Regions from separate parts of the Mus musculus genome. Here region 1 is linked to region 2. A link is a contact called in public HiCAR-type data. All regions are on one chromosome and are shown on one strand. Each heading gives the region's core, a stretch centred on a gene start, on an enhancer-like site or on the middle of the called end of the contact. The rest is flanking DNA. Distances are from core to core; before and after follow the strand shown. Region 1 holds the start of Fpgt (fucose-1-phosphate guanylyltransferase). Region 2 holds the start of Lhx8 (LIM homeobox protein 8).

Region 1 (6,467 bases), core at 197-2,696, 760 kb before region 2:
AACTCACAAAATTGTCTAGCCAGCCCTGTCTTGATCTCCAGAACCACATACATGATGCACAGACACACAACAATTTCTACTATATTTGCACTAGTTTATTCTACATATCCAATATTATTACAGGTCTTCTCTTATGACTTCACTATGCTTCCCCATACATACCTTTCCTCAGCTCATTTAAATGTCATGTCATCCACTTTCAGCATCTTTTAGTAATTTCTCTCACAATCCACACTTATTTATTGGACAGGTGTTGTTGGTTAAGTGTTTCTATAATCTAAGCAATTTCTCTCCATCTCCCATTATTATCTTTTAAATTTCCACCAAATCTTTCCTGTTTGTGTTACTTTAGTAGACTCCAAATAAAGCTCTGCTTATATTCTTGCCATACCCACCAACATACTTCAGTGTGTCTGTGCCCTTTAAACATAAGGCAGGTCACCAAAAACCTGGGATGACTCCAGTTCACTCAAGACTATAAATTACAAGCTCTGACTGCTATTGCTGTTATTATCTATCGGGCCTTTCTGTATTTTCTTAATTTCCTTCAGCCGGAGTGTATTGTGAAACAGTTATCTCCTCCCCACAAATGTGTCCACTTTAAATACAGAATTAAATGCTGAGGTCAAGGCTTTAAGTGAAAAACTAAGCTTACTCAGAAACTTAAAAGTTCATAGGGAGCTGCTATGCAGAATTCTGAGTTAGATTTTAAAGAAGAGAAGCTTCTCAAGTCAAATTGTAGTGGTAAGATTTCTGGGTTTCAGACTGAAATGGCTTCCTCAAATAGCGTTCCTCTCTATGTACTATGTGAAAGATTAAAGAGATCAACCTGTAGTACTCGATATAAACTTATGCACTCTACAAGAGAAACACATATAACCACTCTATGAAAGTGTATTAAGTAAGACTGGTTCTTTCCAATATCTGGCACCTTTGGTTGAATCTCCTTGAAGCAAGTGAACACAACAGAGTGTGCAGTGCTGGCTAAAGGCGCTAGTTCAGTACTGGGCCTGGGAAGTTGGACAACTGAAGGGTGCAGAGTAGTCTGGCCCACCAGAAAGCATCCCACAGAGCCGAGCCTCTCTCTGGTTCAGGGGCCTGGCCTCCCTGGGAGGCTTCTGACAGGAATAGGAGCTCCGTGCGGGCAGGTCACCTCAGCATCTGGGTGGTGGATCCACTAATGGTGGGTGGGTTGGTCTTCTCGGTCGCACCGCGGGTTGTCAGACACGGTAAGGCAGGAACCCAGAGCTCCGCACAACCCGACCCCGCTAGGTGCCCGCCCATCTGCCCCACAGATCGTTGCCCAGGAAACGCCGCTTGCGCACGCTCACGCCATCCTAGCTTTTCAAGTCTCAGGGCGCTTCCAGGGCCGCGGTGACGTGGAGAGCATGGAGGAGGCGGGGCGGGGCGGGGCGGGGCGGGGTTTGGAGTGCGCGTGCGTGCTAAGTGTGCTCCCGGAAGTCGGCCATGGCGTCTCTCCGCGAAGCCACCCTGCGGAAACTGCGCAGATTTTCTGAGCTGAGAGGTACCAAGGCGGAACTGAGTTCTCTGCCCCCCTGCACGGAGAGCGCCTTCCCAAGGACCCCGCGCAGCTTCCTGTCCGATACCCCTTCCTGTCCGCTCCGTCCTGGCCAGGCCAGCCAGACTTTTCCCTTTTTCCCTTTTCCTCCTCTCTGTGCGAGCCTAAACTTAGATGTCAGGAAGGAGCAGTAAGAGAATTACCAACGGGAAGTAACACTGGCTTAACTCAGTGGTAGAAGACCTTTTGCTTAGAGTCTGCAGTAGTCGTTACCTTGTTTCTTTTCTTTTCCCAAGCCCCGCTGCTTAACTCCACTTTATTCCAATGTAAACCCCAATACGGAGGCAATCATGGCTTTAAATTTGATAATGTAAGTTTGGGGTACAGCTGTCTGGTAAAATTGATATTTATGAGTGCCTAAAATGTACGGTCTTATATTTGGATACCAGAATGATTGGAACTATTAAATCCAAGCTAACATGTCTGTCTCTCTCCTCTCCTTCTCCCTCCCCTTCCCCCTCCTTTCCTACCTATTCCTCCTTCTTATCTCAGTCCCTCCCTCCCTCTTTATCTTTCCCCTCCCTCTCATTCTCTCTCAACTTGTTAAAAACCTTATTAATATTTTTGCTGATTAGAGGGTTCCACTGATTCTTGAAAGTGCAATTTGTCATTTAATGAGTTCATTGAGAAGTTTAGTCCTGGGGTTTGTGTTGTATTCTGATTGCTTATATAAAGTGTAGTTTGATCATCGTTAATAAAAATATTAGAAGCTAGGACTGGTGTCGCAAGTCTGTACTGTCATCTACTTGAGACGCTAAGGCAGTAGGAACGAGGTTCAAGACCTACCTGGATTGCACAGACAAATAGACGATGATAATTGATAGACAGATAGATAATAGGTAGATCGATCGGTCGTGTGGTAGATAGATAGAAAATAAATATGAGTTCAGAGCCAATCTGTCAAGTAGTGGAAGAGTCCATGATTCACTGAAGAATGAGTCACCAAAGAATGATGCCCCAGATTCCAACAGTATGTAAACACAAAGAGTATTTATTCTGCAGAAGTCCAGCCTTCTGGGTCTCCCATTGCCAAGATAGAGAGACCCTGAAGTGAACTCGCAGGACCAATTTCAAGCACATTAGAGGAGTTCTGGGTTAGGTAGGCTTTGCCTTCCTCTATCTCTAGTCAAGTGCATTAGTGAGAAGGGGGGAAGTATAGAATAGAACTTCAATCTGTAACTGAATGTGAACAATCACTTGCAATAGCTTACTACCTTTGAACTAGCCTGTCTCAACCCTGTCAAACGTAAGATACTAAATTAATTAAATAGATAAATGAAGGATTATGAACATAGCTCAGTGATAGAGCTGGCAAGCATAGGACTCTGTGGTTATTTCCCAGTACCACAAAAGAAAAGGAAAGAAAAAAATGATAAGCAACAATAACAAAAGACCACATTCCTAAACAAAAACCTGGAAGGAGTGGATCCTTGAGTTGAAATTTCTCAGCCAGCAACATTAAGGGCCCTGGTTCGCAAAACTTGCTTTTAGAGGGTAATGTTTGCTTGTTTGTTTTGTTGATTGGTTTGTTGGTTGGTTGGTTGGTTGATTGGCTGGTTGTATCCCCTTCTTAGTATGGAAGATGGTAATGATTATCCTTTGTTAGCCCCTGTTTTGAAATAGGCAAACTTGTAAGTGAGATGACTGATAGCATTAAAAGAAGGTTCCTTGCTATTTTTCCAATAGGCAAACCCGTGGCAGCTGGAGAATTCTGGGATGTGGTTGCAATAACAGCAGCTGATGAAAAGCAGGAGCTCGCTTACAAGCAACAGTTGTCCGAGAAGCTGAAGAAAAGGGAATTGCCTCTTGGAGTTCAATACCATGTTTTTCCAGATCCTGCTGGGACCAAAATTGGTACACATTTCATGGGGGTGCTTATAAAGGACTCTGGACAAAAATAATAATTGAAAAATAATTTTTCTTTGTTTATAGTTTATAAACTGTTTATCTGTACACATGGCCTTTAAAAACTTTAAGATCTGAAACTTAGCTTTTAAAATGATAAAAGTCCAAAAAGAGATTCTGAGCCCCTGTGACTTACAGAGAAACTAGTCCAGACCTTATTTTAAAGATTTTTTTTTTTTTTTTTTTTGCCTCAGTACAATTTACACTGGAATTTGCTGGAAGTTCTCTTAAGATCTTTTCCAACTGAGCAACTGAGTCATTTCATGAAGTAGTTTGGTGAAGAAAACAAATCAGGAAGCTGATGTATATATATACTTGGCCTCTTAGGACCAAGTTACGGGAAACAGACAAACAAGGACCAGTTACTTGAAGTATCGTAGAATATTTACTTAAACCCTGGAGAATTCAACTTTGTCATCATTGCAGATATATCAATTACGTGTCACCTTTGATTCCTTAAGGAGAGAAGTGCAAAGGATTTCTTCTACTTTTGTATTGTTATTCATTAAAAGAAGGCCAACATTCATCTCTCATTTACTTATTTACTTGCAGTGTTTAGACTGTAAATAGTATGATTTTATAAGAATGTATCACTAAGCTTGTGGCTCATGTGCTGAGTAAAGCTAAAGCCTCGTCGTGCGGAACAAGATGCACGTGCATGGCACTGGCGTTCCTCTCACTTCCCACTCCTGGTTTAGAAGGTTAGCACCTGTATGATGTCTCTTCTATAGAGGAGAATTAAGTATACAGGATGTAAGTGGTATTTAAAATATTTTATACAACCAGGTTCCTACATTAAGAAAAAAAACAAAAACCTCCAACTAGTGTGTTAGGTTGTGTCATGTGGAAGAAGCCATTGTATGTTGTATGTTGGCAAGTGTATATCAATTTACAGTCTCAGGTCCTGTACCTTATCACTTCTATCATGACACTGAGACATTGTGAGCTTTACTCTCTGTGTTCCCTGATTAGCTGTTTGTTTGCTTACTTACTGTACCTGATCACTTCTTCTGACAATAACATCAATCTGTCTGCCTCCTATTGACAAAATTCACGTCTTCAAAATTGTAACATTGCTTATATAAAAATATTCCTAGTTTTATCTGAAACAATATGCTTCTGAATTGTTTTTAAGGAAATGGAGGATCAACACTTTGTTCCCTTGAGTGTTTGGAAAGCCTCTGTGGAGACAAATGGAATTCTCTGAAGGTCCTGCTAATCCACTCTGGTAACTTATTGTTGACTTATTCACATTTGCCCTTGAGCTTTCTACCTTTGACACCGTAGAGACTTTGTCCCCCTTGCAAATGATCTCTCAAATTTTATTTTGCCTTAAAATTCATTGATGGTATTTTACTTGAGAAATAAATACTCATTTTTTTCTTTTGTTATGTGCAGTTTGTAAATGGTAGGATTTTCACAAAATTTATTTTTAACATAGATTATTACATCATCAACTTCTATGAATGTTTTATTTCACTTTTGTTTTGCAAATAGAAAATTATTTTTTATAAAACTCATGAAAATGTGACCATTTCTCAGGCACCTTGAGGGGACTTTTGTTGCCGAGGAAAATGGATGATGATGATAATGATGATGATAACCCTTTTGTCAAAACTTCTGCCTTGCATTTTTGTCTGATTTTTAAGAGCAAAAAAGCTACAATAATTAACAGTTTTAAAAACAAAAGAAAAGGTGACAAAATATGTAAAAGCAAATAGAACATTTCAAATGAGAAAAGTCAGAAAAACAGTGTTAGAAGTATAAATTAATACATGTAATTATATGAACATTTTGGTTTCATAGAAACTTCTGTTGTTTATATTCCAGTGAGCTAAAAGTTTTACCAAGGCTTAACATTAGCCTTGGGATATATAATTGAGAATGGTCATATTTGTAGCTTTAAAGATGCTTTGTAATTCTGAGTTGCATACACAGTAATATGACTTTCTATAGATGACATGAACAAAAACATCTAAGTCCTGCTTTCAAGAAAAATTAACAATATAGAACAATTCATTGTCTTGTAGAGTAAAAGTTTTTATTATGAGTTTAGTAAAACTAATTACACTTAGAAAATAACTAGCAATACATATAGTGAGCCCTCTGGATCCTGGCATTCCATCCACCTCTGCAGATTCAAGCAACCGTGGACAGAAAGTATTTGAAAGAAAATAAAAATGTCTCTATACTAAATATGTACCTTTTTAAAAAAATTCCTGGAATATCTCTACATAACTACTGTTTATATAAACATAATATTGTACTAGATGGCATAAATATATTTTCCAGTAAAGCATTGTGGGCTACATGCAAATACTGTGCCATTTCAGGGCAGGGAGATCAGTACCCTCAGATTTTGGTGTCTACCTGGGGTTGCGTCTCTATGGATGTGAAGAATAGCTGAAGATAGTTCTTTGAGTGAAAACTAATATTTTCTGCTCTCTAGAGAAAAGAAACAATGAAAATTATTTTCTCTCTCAGATCTTGAACAATATATTTTGTACAAAAGTAATTTAAATGTGTTACTGATTTCCTGATGCCCCAGAGGACTTTAGTAAATCCCCAGGTGCTCGCTGAAACCTGCCACTATCAGCATGAAGCATGCTACAGCAGACTTTATCCCAATACACAAGTCTGCACTGTACTATACACCTTTCTCTACACGAAAAGGATTTAAGACAGCTAATGTGTTTGAGAGAACATGTTTCAGGAATCAGGACATTATGGTGTTCATTTTGGAAGGGAAAAGCCAATTTAAATGAAAAAGTGGTATAATTTTAAAAAAATTTACTGAAGTAAATTTGCCTTTATTTTCTCTAAGTATATTTTGTAAGTTGAAGGCAATAACTCATGAAATGGATGTATAACAGAGAGGTACATTTTGAAACTGTTAAACTGTTCTAGTCTTTTACACTATTTTCTATGAAGTACATTTCTCATACATAACTTTAACCATGCTTGGAATGCCTTGTCAAAAATG
Region 2 (6,269 bases), core at 3,461-5,960:
TCTGTTAAGATATGAAATGACAGAACATGACAGAGAAGTGTTGCAGAGGGAAGGAACCACAGACACCAAAGCTGTGGGCATCCTGCTGGCCACCAGGACAGTCTATTTCCCTTAGCAAACTTTATCAAATTCTGGGAATCAGAGGCTCTCTCTCACAGTACACTGTGCTCCCATTCCAGGCTACAGAAACTCCCTTGGCGCCTGGGCTGTTGCTTTGAGACTGAGCTTGGCTTTCTTGCCACCCTGGCTGAGGTTTAATTCAAATTATGGAACCGCGAGGAATGGAGTCTTGGGATGGGTAGGGTGACTTGGGTGAAGTACGTGGTGAGTGCGTGGGGGTGCGTGGTGAGTGCGTGGGGGTGTGTGGTGAGTGCGTGGGGGTGCGTGGTGAGTGCGTGGGGGTGCACCTCCAGGCTTGGGTCTCCACCCTCCCAAACCAGGGAGCTCAAAGCTGGATTGCCTTGGAGAGGGGAGTGCCTAGAACCTGTAAGAAAACTGGAGGGGTGGTGGAGAATATTAGTTGGATTTTTCTCATTTTCCCCGATACACAGGCAGGATCCTACAAAAACAGCAGTCAAGTTTCCGAGGTTCCTGGTTTATTGGTCATGACAAAAGGCACAAAACACCCATGTCTCCAAATCACAGGCGCGCTTTAGGTGAGACTGTGGGTTTGAGAATGTCACACTGCATAAATGGAAGCAGGAAGCCCCTTCCATTAATTTTGGGCTCCCAATGGCCCCCAAGTTCTTTTCTCACTTCATTTCTCTGCTCATTTACTGGGCCCGGGGTTTCCTCTGCTTGTGTGCAGGCTCAGGTTAAGGAGAGCCTGGCTCTCCTACCTTGGATCTCCAGAGTTTATCTTCATCAAGACCTGAAGGCTTCCCACAGAGTCAAGGAGAGCAGCATTGTTCTGCACACCAGGGTACCTAAAGTGTGTGTGTGTGTGTGTGTGTGTGTGTGTGTGTGTGTGTCCTTGAAAGAAAGTCACTCACACACACCCCACCCCCAGGTTCTCAGCCTCAACTAGCAGAAAATCGCAGCAGATCGGGTGTTCAGGCATCCACCTTCTTGGCGACCTTCTCTTTTGAGAATAGTCTCACCTCTTTTTTCCCCCAGAGACTGGATCCAGTTTAAGTCCCAAAGTTAGCAAGTTTCACACTCTGTGCCACAGAGTGCAGAAGCAGACTCCTAGCCTCCGGCTTTTAGCAACAAAACAAAACAAAACAAAACCTCTGGACGCTCTCTTTTCTCCACTTTCCAGACTCCGATGAGCACACGAAGTGGGCAACAATCCAAGGTGTCTCGCTTGCAGTTTCAGGGTGATCAAAACTGAGCGTTGACATCAGGGACATTGACAGTTCCTTCTTGGGAGCGGAGGTCACACATTACCCTAGTGCAGCAGATAATCCTTGGGTTACATTACTGCACAGAATCCTTGGGTCGACTGTGCAGAGGCGCGGTACTAGGAAGTGAATCTCTCCGGTCTTGGGTTGGAGAAAGTGCTGCCCAGCCAAGCTAGACTTTGGTCAGGACACTGTAGCTACTTCGCTTAGGCTTCTTCCCAGGTTCCAGCCCTGTCTAGACTAGGATTTTGTGAGTCCTTGCCAGCCCTCTGGAGGATCGCAACTCCAGAGAGGGCAACATTAGAAGCTGAGAACCAGTGTATGACCTGCCTTTTGCTCAAGTTCCGGGATAAGTCCCTTCAAAAGTGTAGTTAGCACATGGAGCTCAGACGCGCAGAGTTCAATAGTTAAATTGGCGGGGACTTTCACTACTTCAAGTAATAATTTTCTAATTCGGATCTATTGCTTTTAAATATCGAACTCCAGAGAACTCTGTCAATGCAGCCTTTTTCTGCCCCATTGATGCTTGATGTTCATAAACGGCTCCTGCCTTGCGAGCCGGGTATGAAAATACCAGTTTTATGCCTTTGATAGGAATCGCCAAGGAGGAGAAGACGGGTTATTAGAAGACCGCAGATTTCTCAGCAGCTCGCCGTCCAATTAGGGAGCTCTTCGCCAAGGTGGAAGCTCTGAGTGTCAGGTAGATTCTCTTTCTCGGGTCCTAGACGAAGGCCTGGCTCGACGGGCTCCAGACCCTTTCCTGCACCCCACCCCAAGGTTTTAGCAGGGCACACTTAGTGCCTCCGAACTTGCAAGCGAGCCGCACAGCCCCGGAACAGACATAGTTTTCTTTCCTACCCCATTCAATCCTTTGAGAGAGCCAGGAAATCCAGGGTGTTGGCCGACCTCCTAGTGGGCCTTCCTCTCTGGTTTTCATTTGATGAACAGTGGCTTCTAGAAATTTCAGTCCAATAGGAAGGCACCAACAAGGCACGGCCGATTTATTTTCCCACCTACAGACAAGCAAGATAATATATATATACATTTTTACTGTGTTTCGTTCAAAATTGATCTCAATTGGCGTGCGGGGGCTAAAACTCTCATTCTGATTTTTTTTTTTTTTTTTAAGAAAAGTGCTTTGTAAATTTTACCTCAAACACTTAAATGTGGAAAGAACAGAAGGCGAACTTTTTCTCTGTCTGATCCGAGGAGCAGTGAGTTCTAGTTTGCCTGCGGGCATGGAGAAGCTAAACATTTTTTAAGCAAGTGGTATATGCAGGGTCAGAAGGTCATTAGGCCCAAGACCCCACAACTCAGCCTTGACTTTCCTAGTAAAAACTTTCACTTTCTGCTCCGCCCATCTCCAGCCCAAACCCTAAGCCAAAGCCTCGGTCGGTCGCCAGGACAGGGAACGCACTTACCACGGGGTAGCCCCTGGAGCGCGCTGGACACAGGCAATTATGCTGCTGGTGAGTTCGCAGTCCCGCCGGGCGCCGGGAGCAGGGCGGACGCCAGACCAGCCCTTTAGACTCCAGTCTGACGTCCTCCTTCTCTAAGCCCGGAAGCCTCTAAAAAAGAATCATTTCCTCCACTTATGCAGAGATAGGAGCTCTCAGATCAAGATTAGTATGTTGAAAACCTGATTGAGAGCAGCCTGATTAGGCGAGGGTGGGTGGAAAGGCGGCGTACACGACGGCGCCCCCTCCCTATGTCCCCCAAAAGCTCTAGCGCGCTGGGCTCTCCAGATGACCGGCACAGACCATTCTCGCTAGCAGGCAAAGGGAACTTCAGAGTTACGTTGCAATACTTAGCACAAAAGACTGTAAGTAATTCTCCAAGCTAGACTCTAGTTTTAGTTCCTCATCCAGGGAGTCGGTCCAACGCCCGACCTGCTGGAGCCAGCATTCCGCACCAGTCTCTCTCTCTCTCTCTCTCTCTCTCTCTCTCTCTCTCTCTCTCTCTCTCTCTCTCTCTCATCTCTGATCAGAATCGTATGGAAAATACTTTATTATGTGGATTCCCTCACCCACTCCTGATTTTCGCTTTTGACGAAAATCAGCAGCAGAAGCCACAGAAGCAGCAGCAGCAACAACAACCACTATTTAGCTTTTCGGGCAGTCGGTCCAAACCTCCACCGTTCTATGCTTTACCAGAATACAGTCGATTCTTAAATCTCAGGTCCCTCATACTCCACGCTAAATTTAATGGAGATCTCCTGATGGGCATCGGCCAGAGGGTGCTAATATGAAAGTGTATGTAATGGCTGAAAAGGAGAGCCGAGATGGCGTATGTTCAAACGTCCTCTGTGTTTAAGGAGGAAAGGGGCAATCAAAGAAAACCTTTAATCCCTGCCCACCCCAATGCTCATTTTGTCCAGAGAAAGTGTGGTCAGCATTAGTTGCTGCTGGCCCCTCCACTACCCCTGATGGCTGGTCTGGGTTCTTCTTCTCCCGCTAAAATAAGACAAGGGAGTAAGATTGCTCTTCCTTGTGTTTCACTACATATATTTCTGTCTAACTAAGGTAACAAAAGCATGGTTTTGTTATAAGGCTTGAGAAACTGACTCCAGGATGTTCTTATATCACTTAAATTCCAAACGTTTCTCTTTTGCTTATCTAAAGGGACAAATAAATAAAAGTAATTAAAAAATAACTTCTTACAAAATTTTTCTTCTATAAACAAAGTGAGACCTCATAAACAAACAAACAAAAAACCTCACACTTTCCAATTCAGATAAAAATTATCTCTACCCTACTCACATTCAAACGTTCACACTTAAGCACGGGAATGTGGAGTGCGCAGCAGTCTATCTATGGCATACCGTTTGTCTAGAATTAAAGAAAATAAAAAAATCGTAACATACTTTCGTTTTTCTTGTATCCTTGATTTCAAATCTAGTCGCGAATCAAATCTAGTCCTTCGTTTGTCCCTTCATTATCTTAACGGGAAAACCTTTCGAAAATGTAGAGAGAACCATTGGTGCGCATTTAGGGAGACCTAAGACTTGGGAATCCAGAAGACCTCCGCTTTCCCTCCGTGAGCCGCTGAAAGAGCTGTAACCCGAATCTTTGTTTAGGTTTTGGCTGGGGAGCGAGAATTTAAAGACAACTCAGAGGCAGAAAGCTTATTCTTAAAAAGAAAAAAAAAAGGCAAGTTAACGGACATCCGCAATTCCCCCCCACCTTTAACACTGAACTCAGAGTAAGTTGTCTGGTGCAGATAAAGATCTTAACATGTAGAGAAGGCGGGTTTTTCATAAGGAGGTGAGGCTGTCCCTTCAGGAAAAGACTTTTCCCCCACACCCCCTCCTCTCTGCGAGGTTCCACCCTCTGGAAAACACAACTTTCCCTCTTTTCCTGGAGGGACAGGCCTTAGTGTGGCTGAGAGAGGAAGAACAGTGGGTCAGAGAGTGGTTACGGTCACTGTGGCCTTTTTGGAACAAGACACACTGGTGGCATCGCTGTTCTGCCTGTTAGCTTTCCTTGGCCTTTGGGGGCGGAGGAGGGGACACTGCGGACACCCACAGCCTCTGACCCTCTGGAGCTGGTATGTGACGAGCAGCGCCTGCGGGGCCATGTATTGGAAGAGCGATCAGATGTTTGTGTGTAAGCTGGAGGGAAAGGAAGTGCCGGAGCTGGCGGTTCCCCGCGAGAAGGTAAGCGAGCCTACACCGGGCGGGATCTGTTGAATAGGAGTTTCCTTGAGAGAAGAGAGTTGTCCGGCCCCTAAACCAGGCTGGGAAACTACCTGTCACTGCCTCGTCTCCAGACCTGACAATTTTTTTTATTACGTAGTAGCGTTAGGTAGTAATCACTCCGTCCCCTCCCCACGGGCTCACTTAACCTAAGGCATGGACACTCTAATTTGGGAGACGAAACCTGGAGCCTAAGACGCTCACGGGGCAACGTGAGTCCTGCTTGTATTCTACGTGACGGGCTGTTCGCGGCAGTCTGGGGCAGGGGCCGGGGGTCTAGGTGTTTGTCTCAGGGCACCAGATACCAATGGCTGCGCTCTGCTGAACGCTGGCTCTTGCCACGGATAAGGTGAATGTGGGGCTTGAGACCCGGCGGCGACAGACCTGGGGACTTGAGTCTTCCAGGGCCCGCCCGCTCTTAGAAAGGGACAAAAGAACGATTTCGTTGGAAATACCAAAAGGGCAAATTTCGCAGTACGAGGCGAGCCTAACGGGGAGACCTGGCAAGCTGTCACCTACTCCGGAGGCAAGACCCGTGGGTGCTCGCATTTTATGGTGGAACTCGGTTCCTAAACTGTTGGAGAGCAGGGCCGGGGTGGGGGTATCGGCTGGACATGGGCAGAGTAGTGCTGGCTTCGTGTTTGTCTGACGGTTGCGGGTAGCGTTTCTGTCTGGATGCTTTCTGTCCACGAAGACGCGCCCGGGAGCAGCTGCGCCGGGGCTACCCAGGCGTGCGGCCGCTGGCTCACCTGGAGCTTTCGGAAGACAGAGGAAAAGGAGACAAAGGGACGCAAAAGCGAGGGGTGTGGGCTGCTGGAATCCGCGGACCCACTCGCCCTAAACTAGACTTCTCAGAGAGATTGCATTCGTTTATAGAACAAAACTGAAAGTGCAGCCAGGGATTGGGGACACTTGAGCGACGCGTCCGCGTGCTCTAAAATATTCTGACCCGCATTGGGTGAGTTTTTTTTTTTTTTTAATGGAACAAATTAAATTCAGCTGGATATTTCCATTATTCGGCCCGCTTTTGCACTGGTTAAAACTAATCCTTTAGTAGCTAAAATGTTGACTTACTGAGCACTAAGTGGCAATTCACACCTTAAAGAAACCAGTGTAAATCGCTTACGGTTCTAATTGCTTCAAGTTTACCAAAGAGCTGCTGGCTCCGTTTAATCTGAAGCATTTTCATTCAAATTGTCGGAACAAACACCAGGCTTCTTAAATCCCACTGT

The links. HiCAR-type assays count read pairs that join an accessible place to other places.
Region 1: a HiCAR-type map of astrocytes shows a contact between it and region 2, with 2.0 times the contacts expected there. The contact joins the promoter of Fpgt here to the promoter of Lhx8 in region 2. A contact is called at or near these places in 2 of 39 promoter capture datasets (both in liver), 1 of 484 Hi-C or Micro-C datasets (LSK cells), 2 of 115 datasets of contacts at active chromatin or transcription factors (astrocytes and bone marrow-derived macrophages) and 1 of 9 other capture datasets (embryonic stem cells).

What each region holds. Positions count from the first base shown.
Region 1 is chr3:155,088,357-155,094,823 of GRCm38.p6, reverse strand. It overlaps Fpgt (fucose-1-phosphate guanylyltransferase), which reads left to right and starts at 1,446. Exons shown (of 4, transcript NM_029330.2): 1 at 1,446-1,525; 2 at 3,266-3,433; 3 at 4,620-4,712. The coding sequence starts at 1,468. Lrriq3 (leucine-rich repeats and IQ motif containing 3) reads right to left here and starts at 1,390. Exons shown (of 8, transcript NM_028938.2): 1 at 1,154-1,390.
Region 2 is chr3:154,329,001-154,335,269 of GRCm38.p6, reverse strand. Lhx8 (LIM homeobox protein 8) reads left to right here and starts at 4,710. Exons shown (of 9, transcript NM_010713.2): 1 at 4,710-4,998. The coding sequence starts at 4,918. It overlaps AI606473 (expressed sequence AI606473), which reads right to left and starts at 4,449. Exons shown (of 3, transcript NR_040387.1): 1 at 4,207-4,449; 2 at 2,765-2,911; 3 at 583-2,356.